Regions from separate parts of the Anas platyrhynchos genome. Here region 1 is linked to region 2. Evidence: chromatin contacts called from public Hi-C data. All regions are on one chromosome and are shown on one strand. Each heading gives the region's core, a stretch centred on a gene start, on an enhancer-like site or on the middle of the called end of the contact. The rest is flanking DNA. Distances are from core to core; before and after follow the strand shown. Region 1 overlaps NEURL1 (neuralized E3 ubiquitin protein ligase 1). Region 2 overlaps NEURL1 (neuralized E3 ubiquitin protein ligase 1).

What was found. Hi-C and Micro-C count contacts between places; a contact is called where the count stands out from the background.
Region 1: a Hi-C map of liver shows a contact between it and region 2, with 4 times the contacts expected there. The contact joins two enhancer-like sites. A contact is called at or near these places in 3 of 8 Hi-C or Micro-C datasets (liver, skeletal muscle and subcutaneous adipose tissue).

The regions. Positions count from the first base shown.
Region 1 is chr6:28,690,127-28,696,178 of IASCAAS_PekinDuck_T2T, forward strand. NEURL1 (neuralized E3 ubiquitin protein ligase 1) reads left to right here. Exons shown (of 8, transcript XM_072039768.1): 8 at 905-3,841. The coding sequence ends at 1,146. SH3PXD2A (SH3 and PX domains 2A) reads right to left here. Exons shown (of 15, transcript XM_072039762.1): 15 at 5,607-6,052. Among named protein-coding and RNA genes, the nearest start is that of NEURL1, 150 kb to the left of the region's middle. Within about 2 kb of position 2,800, at least 1 of the 8 cell types and tissues checked has an H3K27ac peak or open chromatin away from gene starts, as enhancers often do.
Region 2 is chr6:28,568,462-28,575,099 of IASCAAS_PekinDuck_T2T, forward strand. All of the region lies in intron 1 of NEURL1 (neuralized E3 ubiquitin protein ligase 1), which reads left to right. Among named protein-coding and RNA genes, the nearest start is that of NEURL1, 27 kb to the left of the region's middle. Within about 2 kb of position 3,455, at least 1 of the 8 cell types and tissues checked has an H3K27ac peak or open chromatin away from gene starts, as enhancers often do.

The sequences.
Region 1 (6,052 bases), core at 1,550-4,049, 120 kb after region 2:
CCCTTTCAGAAAAAGGCAGATATTTCTAACATACCAATGAATTCCAGTAGGACTTAGAGAAAATATACATGCGGTACAAATGATAGGATGTTTTGCAGCATTTCTAAAGCCCCAGGGACGTGCATGATCCCACAGCTGTATAATTTACCAAATCCTTGTCACCATTGTCCTAACCAGGGTTGTTCTTTGAAGGCACAAAGGTACTTTCAGTGTCAGGCCTAATAACTTGCGACAGCAAATATTAAGATTTTTAATGTTTTTTTGGGGGGAGAATATAAAAAAAAAAATCATTATCTTGCTACCTCATCGGGCTTCATGGGGAGGCTTTCTCACAGGTGTGTACTATAAGCATAATTACTGCAGCCTCTTGCAGCTCTTGTAGCAGTGTGCTATATATGAGCTAAATGCAGTCCATGTAAGCACTACCTCACCCCTCTGCCGGAGGATCTGCCACGTGGATGGGGTGATTTGTAGCCAGGCACCGTAAACCCAGATCCCTATATCAGACTTAAAGATGAAGTACTGCTTGTCTTGGGAGCTGCTGCCACCGTGTGCCACCATCAAAGCAGATGGCTTGATCTAGCCCTTCTAATTTTTCCTCCTTTGTTAATATTTAGACAGAGGTTTGAAAATGTGAAACTGCTCTTTGTCCCTGCTGCTTGGAAACTGCTGTCTCCTGGTTAGTTTTATGTGGGTGGCAGATCCCAGCAGATGCTGCCTCTCTGCTGCCCTGAGCCTTGGCATGTGAACCAGGTCTCAGCGACTGGGCCAGCAGATCACAGAAAGGATCCCTGAACCTCAAGCATCTATTTCTTCTAGGCTGTGGTTCCTCCCTCTGCAGCTGGCTGCAGGGTGTCAAGAAACCATTTAAGCAGTATGAGTGACCCTGTTCTTTGTGTTTCAGGCACAGCTCCCAACTCTCCTGTCAGCTTGCCTGAGTCACCCATCTCCCCATCCATCTCAGGGCCCTGGGGAGACGAATGCGCCATCTGCTATGAGAACATGGTAGACACGGTCATTTACTCCTGTGGACACATGTGTCTCTGCTATTCCTGTGGGCTGAAGCTCAAGAAGATGGCCAATGCTTGCTGTCCCATTTGCAGACGAGCCATCAAAGATATCATCAAAACATACCGCAGCGCTTAGAGCAGCAGCAGATGCTGTGGTGGGACTAGGGAGGTGGAGAGGAGTCTGTGAAATAACACAGGTCTCGGTCTCTATTCATCACCTGGGAGATTCAAAAACCATCACCCACCACCACCCTGATCCCCACTTCCATGGACAACAGATGACACCAGCTTAGATGCTGCTCTTCTACCCTCCAAGCAAGCCCTGGGACTGAACTCCAGTGCATCAGAGAAATAACAATGGACTACTCTCTCCTACAGATTTTAAATTTTATCTCAACAAAACAAAACAAAAAAAAAAAAAACAAACAACAGCTGGAGCAATCATCCCTTTTCTACACCATACACAGCGGAGAGGAATCTCCCATGTTTAGCAGGGAGAGCAAGTGGTAAAAGGTTCAGTGCTGCACCTCTCCTCCTGAAGACACGGTGTGTGCAGAGGACACCTTGGCAGAAGAGAAGAAATAAGCAATGATGTGGTTCTGCGTACAACTAGCCTGCCCATAGGAAGCCCATTAGAAAGTGTGGAGTGAGGCAAATATTGACCCAGCAAGGGAGATGCAGTGAGCACATTTGCAGTGGAAGGCCTGGAGCCAGCGCAGAAAAAGACCTGGAACTTTTGAAGCAAAACTCTCCCTATGGACACGGGGAGGAGAACAGTACCATGGCAGTACCTTGAGCACTGTCCTGCTGTTCCCCAGCGGAGGCGTTCACGGTGGGTTTGGCAGCCAACATGGGCCACCCTCCCTCCCAGCAGCATCCCGCCACCTCCTGTCACCATCCTGTTGCATGACAAGCATCTCTCACACCCCATCACCACCGAGCTGACTTGTCCCAAATGGTCTCCATGCAGCACAAGGGATCCAGCAGCATCTCTGCCCCATGGCCTGCAGGAGAGGGAGATGCACCTCCTTCGCCTTTCCTCCCTTTACCATCCAGACAACACTTCTAAGGGAGAAAAAAAAAAAAAGAAAAAAAGAAAAAAAAAAAAGAAGAAAAAAAAAAAAACACAAACAAAACACACAAAACAAACAAATCCAGAAACACACACAAAAAAACCAACCCCATTGGGGAAGAATGTATAAACCACATGTCTGCGGGTCTCATTTACTGGTAACTTTATCACTGTGCTTTAAGACAAAAACAGCCAGGTGGTACTTAGCCAGCCCTTCAACAGCCAGCCCGCCGGCAGGACATGGCTGTCCTTAGGTGTTAGAAGGGGAAAAAAGAAAATTATAGCTTGAGGGGTTTAGTTTGTTTTGGTTTATTTAAACAACCCCCCTGCCCCAGCTGGGAACCCCACTGTGGGTGCCTGTAATGGCGGCCCCCATGGTTGCCATGACAACCACCGCACCACCATGGCCGCTGGCCTGGCCTAGAGCTGCCGGGCCTTGGGTCCAGCCAGGGCAGCTCTGCTGTAGCTGGTGCTCCCTGTCTGCCCTCTGGCCCCATCTTGGTGCCTCCAGGGCTGTGTGGGAGGAAGAGGAGGCACCTGGGCCCAGAGGGGGGTTGCCCACCAGGCCAGGCTGGGGAAGGGCACGGGGTTATGCCCGTCCTGCTGAGCCTTCTCCTGGCATGGCTACCCACAGCCCTGAGTGCAGTGGAGTGGGTGAAGGAGCACCCCTACCCACGGGGGCTGCTCCTGAGAGCACCTGGAAAACATGGCCTTGCTCTGTCCCCTTGAAGAAGTCAATGAAGATGCTGAGAGCTGGAGGGCGCATCTTAGAGCCTTTCTCTAAAGGCACCGCCATCACTGCAGCCTACTGCAGGGACCTGCAGCCACCCCCTGCCCGCCTGGTGGGCAGTCCGTGACTTGAACGCTGATACCCTGGTTACAGGGATTTATGTTATTTCTTTGCACACTTCTCATGTCCACCCCTAACCCAGGGGCTCAGCCCTGTGCTCTGGGCTGGCTGTCAGAAGCCCTGGAGCACCCTGGCTCCTGCGCTTGGACCCCTCAGTGAGGAGTGGGAGGAAAGGGTGAAGGGTGACCACTGCCACGGCAGGAGCACAGCCAGTTTGTGGGCATGGAGCCAGCCTCCAGGACAGCACAGTGACTGGCAGGCATGGGGAGCCTGTTTCAGTAGTTATACAAACACCAGTGCAAAAATTTCAGAGAGGGAAAACCCAATGGGTAGGAACATGTCCGTGGAATAGTGGATGTAGGGAAACGTGCAATAAGCAGCCTCCCAAGCCTTTACCACATCACTGGGACCGGTTCCCTCCTGTGCAGGGCAAGCCAATGGGTACATTTTATTTTTCAAGAAACTCCATCCATGGGTATCAGTGCAGTGGTGTGAATTCCCTTTTCACCTTTTGAATTCAGAGTGTTTTAATATATAACTGTGTTTGTTTTACTGTGGACCAAACTCTAGGAGTTAGCAGAAGCTGAAAGCTCCCCCAGCATCCAAGCTCAAAAATTGGGGTTCGGTCCTGCTCCCAGCATCAGCTGGCCTCCAGTTGTGAGCAGGTAGGAGAGCAAGGCTCTCTCCAGGGAGAAAAAACAGCAAAAGCAGTAACAGTAAGAACAACAGTCCTAACCTTTTGTTTTTGTTTGAATTGTGTAGGTTCCCACGTACCTCTGTGTTCTTGTGTCATTTGCATTTCATCGCTTTACTTTAAAATGTTTTGTGTTCTGTTTAAAGAGAAGAATAACTAATTGTGAAAAATTGGATAACTGTGATTGTGAATAAAGTTGATTTAGGCATCCTGCAGCAGCATGAGTGACTGAGTATTTGCCACTTCAGCAAGCGTGGCAAAATGTTATAGGCAGGCAAGAAGAGGTTGAGTGGCATGAAAGCTGCTTCCTTGTGACCCCCTGCAGCCCTCCTCATGCTTCAGGTACGGCCATCCATCCCCAGGGCTGTCCCTGGTCGGCAGCTTGTGGGTCCTGAGCCCAGGGGACGAGGAGGAGGAAGGAGGAGGAAGAGGGGGAGGATGCTCCCGAAGTGGTCCAGGAGTGGCAGAACTGGTGCACCATCGCCACCTGGTGTTCCGCGCCCACCACTGCACTTAATCTTTATTTTTTAAAGGGTTGATTTTGCTCCTTTTCACAGCTACACACACGTGGGATCAGAGGAAGTAGTCTGGATACAGCATAGCTCTGATGGTGGATCTCAGAGAAAAATGGAGAATGAAGGGAAAAATTAATAGTGGGTTACAATACACAAGGGTGTATGTTAGAGTAATATCTTGGTTGCATTGGCCTAGAAAAACCCTTCTAACCCTAAGGACCATGCTACACACACAGAAGAGAAGGCACAGGTCCCAGGCATGCTCCTCATACATATGTTTGTACCTTAAAGCACCCAGGACTGGGTGCTGCCCTGGTAATTCCTTGCAGTTTTCAGAGAGCTGGGGTGCCCAAGCAGGGCTCCTTGTGCATCACCCACCTACGTGCCAGCACTTGTGAGATGCTCCTCCATGCTGTTTGCAAATGCTGTGCCTCTGAAGACAGCTGGCCCATCTCCAGGGACATCATTTCTCTGCAAGATGTTTGTGAAGTGCTGCAGCAGGGAGCAAAGGCATGTCCCCCTGCCAAAATGAAGGACACATGCAGGCAAGCTCAGCCGTCCCCTGCTGCAGCAACAAGGAGTTAGTGAAAGCCAATCCCCTCCGCAGCTCTGCTTTGCAATGTGGAAGCCAGGCTCTAGGAATGACCCTTTTTACCTACAGATTTGCAAACTGCTAACAGACAAGGAAGCAGACAATTGTAGACAATATTTCATAGAGGTGTCCCATAGCCGAGCTGGGGATTGATGTGCTCAAAAACGGTCTTGTTCAGAATTACTTCCCTTATTACAACTCGCCCCACTCTGCATCCCCTAATCCCACTGCCCCCTGCATCCTTCGGGGACATCCCTCATAAGGAGCAGGGATCCATTAGTAGAAGCTCTTCAATCTCCTTTACTCATCTGCTTCACATAGCAGGAAATTTCTGCCTATTATTTGGGCCTCCAAACCCAGCAAGGAGTCAGCAGGCCCCAGCACAGGACCCAGCAACCTTGCAGGATCAAATCTTAAAATTTCATGTTCAAGCACAGCCTGCTCTGCAGCCTGCATGCAGAGGTGTTTAAGAACTCATCCCAACTTGCTCAGCAACCCTTCTATCACAGAAGGGCCACTCAAGCAAAAGGATGCTTCCCTTCTTATTTTGGATCTGACACCTCATCACACTCCAAAAAACACGCTGACATGTATCTTAAGACCTTGCTCAACACAGACAAAGGGTCTTTGTATTTGAGGGCAGCAGTCCCTAAAACTTTGTGAATTAGGAGACAAAAATACAGGTACAGTAACAACTCAGAGCCAGGGGACAAGACAAGATCCTTTATCCATTTAAGCCTGAGCTGAAATTTGCAATTGCACATACACGTAAGTCACAAGTTATTCTGGGAAAGTTAAATTTAGTGGTTTGACAAACTGAGTGGAATTAAAACAGTACTGAAAAGGTTGAAAAAATAAAGTAAACCAACTGGATCACAATTAAAAAGGTCAAAAATTTATTTTTCCTTAGGGCATAAGAGGCAATGTAAACAAAATACAAAAAAATCACAAGTCAATTCTTACAGTCTGCAAGCATTTGAAGATAGAGTACCCTTTCCCCACCTCCCCCCAGAACACTGCAAGCCTGCTCAAATGTTATCAAGCAACAATTCTGGACCCTGAAGGTCCAGTGAATTTTGCCAAGTCCCAAGCAGGGAATAAGCTTCTCATGTAAGAAGGACACTGCATCTGTTTTATCAAACACTTCAAAAAAAAAAAAAAAAAAGTCCAACAAAATATAAATATTACAGATGAGGATCAGATTTAGCACCACCTTTGGTCCAAGCAATCAATGAACTGGGAGATGACAGGTACAGTCTGTTTAGCAAGTCCTTTCTGCCTGAGTCTTTGAAAACGTTAGAGGTTCACGTTGCAAGAAC
Region 2 (6,638 bases), core at 2,205-4,704:
ATTTAAGTTTGCTTGGAGCTTCTCTGCTGATGCCTGCTGCTGTATTGTCTCTTTGGCTGGGATTTCATCCAAGTTTGTAAGCAGACATGAGGCTCAGCCCCTACGAGTTTGGACCCCGCTCTGAGTTTTCCCGGAGTGCCAACTGGCCTGCTGTTGGGTACCAGCTGTACTGACTCTGCTAATAAATCTTGCAGTCTTGGGTGATAAAAATCAGTTTCTAAATTTAGGATACCAAAGAAAGTGGTAGCTGTTATTCAGTGGGGAAATATATTTTTCCTCTGATTTGTTACTAATCAGATATGCATTGTTGGAAACACAATCTCTATTTCTTGTACCTCTTTTTTTTTTTTTTTTTTTTTTTTTAATTGCAAAAAGACTTATCCATTCAACACTTATCACAATGAAAGAATACTAGTAAACACAAGCTTGTTGATATTTAATATTCTGATGCTGGACTTGAGGGGAGATCTACAACTTAAAAGGGGGTTGGAATAATGAAATCCACAGTATAGCCTGTCCTTGGGAAATAGGAATGGTGATGTTAACCCTGAGGGTACTGGCTTCTTTCAGTTAGCAATGAAATGGGATCCTTAAATTAAAACTATATAATTGCTCTGCAGCTTTGCATCTGGGGCTGTGGGTACTGTTCATGTTCAGCTATGTGCGTTCTGAAGAATTGCTTTGCTAAGAGCATTCAGAAACGGTGACTTCACATCTGTCTTCTGCTGTGAGGCATTGCTCTGATTCCCTGCAGATTGGTCTCCTCCTGCAGGAAACAGTTACTCCACCTCTCAGCTGAAGGCAGAGTAATAGGTGTTTGTTTGTTTGTTGAACAATTTTTTATCTTAAATGACAATGTTCAACAGAAGCATCCTCTGAGGGTATGCTGTACATCAAGCAATACAGCCTTTTCTCCCTTTGCACAAGCATCTGTTGATAAGGAGAGCTGTGGGTGTGACTGTGGAGAGGAGGATGAAGGTGTGAGGGATGACTTGACAAGGTCATGAAAGCAGGTTCATTCACCCTGCTTTCTCATGTTCATTATCCCACAACCACTTCAGCTTCCTGTCACTTCCAGCCATGTGGCACATGGCTAAGGTCCTTGGTACAGCTTTTATTGTACAATGATTTGCTGCGCTTTCACAACTGGTTGCACTTTCTCTCTTGCAGTTAATTCTGGGCACCTGCTTACTAGAAAGACTGATAAATTCCAAGGAGAACAAGTATATGGTTATCAATGGGACCGAGGAGATTGATGTAAGAACAAAGATTAAAAAAGCTGAATCTGAGTAGTTTTGCCAAGCAAAGACTAAATAAGTCGATATGCTTGTATTGTATTTGATGGGTGTAAGCACAAGACAGGAAGGCATTTAACATGTTCACTGGGATGTAGCAAGGATGAAATAAAAGGAGAAGGCTTGATATGATTAGCAGGTAAACCTTGAGACATCACTACTAGAGAAGTCACAGGCCTTGTAACAACCAACTTATTGGTTTAGCTTTTGTGTAATAAATTCAGTCTAGGGAGAATCCTTGTCTAGTAGAAAAATTAATAGTTTTGAGTATGAAGGATCCTGTAGGATCCTCCAGGTTACAGGATCCTCTGATCCTGTAACCTGGTCCTTGTCTGGTACAGTAAGGTTTCTCCACACTGAGGTCTCAGTGATGGTGTGAAGACGGTGGACCAATGCTAACCTTGCAGGCGTTTGAGTTTTCCTGGCTAATGTGGTGAAAAACTGAGGTCTGTGGCAGAAAATCACTGTACAGTCATTCAAGGAGGTTGTGCACTGCCCTGCCTTTGGTGTGTCCCCCTGTTACTTGGTTACAAACATCCTTTGTCCTCTTTCTTCTCCAGTTTCTTCTGAGGTCCATCTAACAGCTTGTGCTTTGCTTTAGCACCCAGAAAGCCTTGGTGATTCAAGGGGCTGCTGATGATGAACAGGCCAAGGATTTGTAGGATCACAGATGTGATATTGCTCTCCATAAATCTAGTGGCAAAAACCTTTCTGAATTGATGAGGCTCAGATTTGGTCTCTTTACTGTTCTGGGATATAGCCAGCAGTTACAGCAAACAGGATGAGTGGTTGTGGTACACCTTGCTCCTCCATTCCTTGACACGGGTGGCTCAAGATGTACAGAGCAGTTATTGCTGGCTGCCCCAAAGGTCTTTGGTGCAGTATGGAAAGTCTGTGTTTAGGCCTTGCTGACAATGTGCTGTGGACTTATTTTATGGGCAAGGATGTTCCTGGGTAGGTTGGAGGTCTCCCCCTCCACCTCCTCTATTCCTGAGATCTCTTCAGTCTGTAGGTCTCCTTGTCCTTGATCTGAGAGCAGGGGGGTGCTGTGGATCTTGCGGTCCTCACAAATCAGTAGCCAGGAAATCCAGGTCCTTGGATGTTGATGCTGTTGGGCTCTTCACAAGGTTTTAATGCTGTTCTCCTCTCTGAATTCCTGCTCAGCCATCTTGCTTTGCTTCCAGTGCTTTCAAATTAATCACATTTCTCTGTCCTTGTCAATAGGACAATGAATGTGTTTTGTGCAGAAGAAAATGTCCTGAGGGATGGCATGATCTTCCTCCTCCCCTCTGCTCCCAGATGGCAGCATGTATGTGAGGGTGTTGGTGCCTTCTCCCACCCTCCTTCACCCAACAGCCTGGCTGGGCTGCAGCTCCTCTGAATCTGCACCTCACTGCAAAGCAAAGCAAAACTTTGTAAATTAAACTGTAATTAAAACAAGACATCCCCACATAACACGCCTTCTTTCCCACCATCTTTCTGTGCTTATTTCTAGGGCTCTGCCTTTTCTTGCAGGTGTGTTGGGAAGCTCAGGGCCACCCTGCGTGGAGCAGAACCGTTGTTGCTTTTGCTTCAGCAGCCTCTAGTGGGGAGATCAACGCAGCTGAGGCCAGGGCATGGCTCCTCCCTTACTGCAGCCGGAGCCATGAGTTGGTGTCTGGAGTTGGAAATGATCTGTTTTAATCTCTGTATTGTAAGCAAAGGCTGATGAATAGAAGAAAAGACTATTTCTGCCCCACAAGGGGCCAACATAGGAGATTTTTTTTTTTTTTTTTCATATCAGATGTGGGGAAAATAAAACTATCTAGAGGTGAATGAGTCACTTTTCTGAGTCACCAATAGTGGGAAGAGGGGATATAGTATTTGTGAATCAGAAGCAAAAAGTACAGCCTGTTCCCTACTCAGTGTGAGAGAAAATAATGGACAACATCAAGAAGCAATCTTATCCCTATAAGAAGCAAGTTTTAGGCTCTGCCTCAGCATCTTGGGGTGAACCAGTGCCTCCCCCCTGGGCACCATGGCCCTGCTGGTCTGGAGCTGGCTGCATCCAAAGGTGCTTGTTGCCTCTGGATTTTTCCATACCTCAGGGACTTCTGTCCGGCACTGCTGGTAACTTCTTCGGCGTCACCTTGCACATGTTCCCCTACAATATGAGGCCAGAGCTGGCAATTTGAAGTTTACTAAGCCAGACTTTGTGCCTTAAGCATCCCATTCATGCTCACAAAGAATGTGCAAATGCAGGCAAGTCTTGCAGGCAGCAGGAGGGGTGTAAAGCAGAGGCAGTGAATAACACACTGATTGTGCTAATAACTCTTTCCAATTCCTGCTCTGTGCTGCATAAGGAGAGGATAACTGTCCAAGGTCTCATAAGAGGGAGGGTGTACAGCCCTGCTGATTAAAACACAAGGGCAAAAGGGCTGCCTGAGCCAGCAGGGAGAGCTTGGTCCTGGGTGCTTTCCACTGAAGGAGCAGCAACCTGTGGACACGGTGTCTGTTGTGGCTCCTCACTCCAAGGCTCTTGGGTTCAGCTGAGACTAACCAGAGGTGGAGGACATGCACCAGTGGGCAGCTGATGCGTGGGGCTTTCTCCCCGTGTCCGCCAGCTGTCACTGTTGCCGCACACACAGGGGGCAGCGGGTGCATTTTGTCTGGCTGGGATCTGCAGCTGGTCCTTTCAGCGCTGACATCCCCCCAGCTGGCCCCAGGATGAACTGGGCCTCTCGTGAGAGATGCTGCAAAATGCCGAAGGTGATTTTTGCCCCAAACAGCCAAGGAGGCTTGGTTCACACTCAGAGCATTTAGCAGTCTTAAGAATGTGTTCCTGAAGTCACAATTTTGTTGCCTATTAAAAGGTTCTGTAGGGGAATACAAGAATTTTAGCACATACACGTTTCCCTCTTTTGGGTGTAACAATTTCAGAGTTTTTTTTTCTTGTTACAGAGCTCAAGCTCCTTCAAATTACTTCTGATTAAACAATGGCTTGTAAAACAGAGGGGAAGAAAGTAGCTAGTAAATCAGGAGTAGTGGTCACAGCAGGATCTGGCAGGCAGTATCTCATGGTGATAACCCCCTTCCAGTCCCCCTTCTCTTGCCTTGCCCCAAATGTGTGCAGAGTGAGTCCCAGCTGCCTGCAGAGCAGCGCCAGGTGAGCCCTGAGCCTGGTACATCAGAGCCAAGTGGTACTGCAGACTTGAAAACCACATCAGTGTGTAGAGGGAAAGTTTCCTACTGAAATCAAGCTGTGCATGCATGTGGATAAGTATTCATGTACCTATCTCTATACATATGCACTCAGCTTCTTCCACCTTGTGTTCTGTGTGAATTTTCCTGGTGTGGTTGAATACATGAGAACTGTACATGGTTGTAAAGTGGAGGAGCTGGAGCTTTGCCTGCCTGGTGGGAAGCAGCTCAGAGTTGGAGGTGTTCTCTGCGTGCTCGCCAAGTGATACTCTGCAGCTACCTGTAGGAGCAGTTCACATCCCTTTGAGGAATTGTACTTTAACTGTCTCAGCTGGCAAACACAAAATTCGTTGAGTACTGATCAACGTGAGATGAGAGGAGGCTGAAATCAGCCTGGCATTTGCCCTGTTTTGGGAGACAATACGCATATATTGTCGTCATGTTTTGCTTGCATTCAGGTAACCGAGAACCTGATACTTGAATAGACTGAGTCATAGTGTTACTTGTGTTAACTATTCATGTACTCTGTGGAGATTATGCAGCAGACTGCCTGCACCCTATGTTTTACATGTCACTGTAAATTGGATGTGAGATCCCCATACCTATTGGACCAGATTCTTCTGTGAGATGCAGCTGGAAGTCATGCCATCCATCAGTGGTGCTGCTCCAGATTTGCAGCAAAGACCAGCATTTGACCTTTAAAATTAAATTACAGTAAAAGCAAGCACAAATCTAGACAAATTTCTGCAGTGAGATAGATCCTGTCTCATACAGATGTAATTCAGAGGAGAAAGCGAGCTCCTGGCAGAGACAAATGGGTGATCCCAGCCCCTGCTTTTTGTTCATACACTTTCTCTTGACTCCTTTCAAACCCATGTTTTCTTGTCAGTTGTCTCTCATGAAGCTAAGCACGCAGAACAGCAAACTGATAGATTTCAATAGTTTTCTCAGCTCCTGACCAGATTAGCAGAACTGATTATAAAGGTGAAGAATTCGTGGGAACTTGTGCCTGTGTGCAGTGGGAGCTGCATGGGAAGCCTCCTGGGAAGAGGTTGGTTGCATTTAATTTTTTTTTGTGTGTGTGTCTGTGCTCCTATATCAGACAATGTCTGTGCAAGGTGCATGTGTGACTAGTGGGGAAAAAGGCATCTTTCCCATCTCCATTTCTGCTTTTAATTTGGCAGTGCAGGGGGCTGGTTCACAGCCAGGTAAGTAGCTGCGCTCACAGCCCTGCCTGCACCATTAACGTCACTGTGTGTTTGTACCACAGGCTTTTCAATGCAAAATAGGCACATTACAGTCAAAAAGTCAATTTGTTTCTCTAATGAGACACTTAGATGTGCGGTTCAGCTAAACACCACCAGAAATGGGGTGTGCTGCTGTGTGCTTTGAAACCATTAAGTTGGGCTCCTGGAAGGAGGCTGAGCAGCAGCTCGGGCCTTTCCAAGCTTCTTGCTGCCGCTCTCGCCTGCAGCTGCCTGCTGCTGCTCAGCGCTCATCCGGTCTATTTTTAATTGCTTTATACTGATGTGGTGGTTTCTGTACGGATCTCCGGGGAGCTGGCAGTGCACAGCACTAACAGGGAAATCAGTCCCTAGCTGGGCTGCCTCCTGGCTGTGTCCTTGCTTGTTGGTTACGGTGGTCCTCTGCCTGGTGCAGCCCCCCAGTGTTCCCCGTGTGGGGCTGGGGAGCTGGCAGCCCCCTGCTCTGCATTTTGGGAAGCATTAGGCTTCTCAATACCTTAATTTTTGTGGATTACAGCATTCATGGGACTGATAGGATTTAGACATACTTTATGCAGGAGCAGCTGGGGATGGAGTTTCTCTGAGTGTTGCTGAACAACAGGGTTTAGCACTGGTGGAGTTTTCCTTGTTTCTCCCCTATCTCTCTCTTTTTGTTTAACCACAAGCACCGTATGGAAATTCTGCTTCTAACTAAATGTCACAGCCCTAGCAGCATGTCTCTGTTTTCCATATTTCTTGCCACGTCGAGGCTTATCTTGTTTACCAGGTTTGAGTAAACAGGTCGTGGCTCTTTAGAGATGGGAAAGTGAAAGGAGGGTTAACCACGTGGCACCCAGATCCTGCCAGCTGGGATGTGAGCAGATGTCCGCACGCAGGCTGAGGGGGTTCAGTTTGTCTACGCTGAACCTGAGCAAATAAA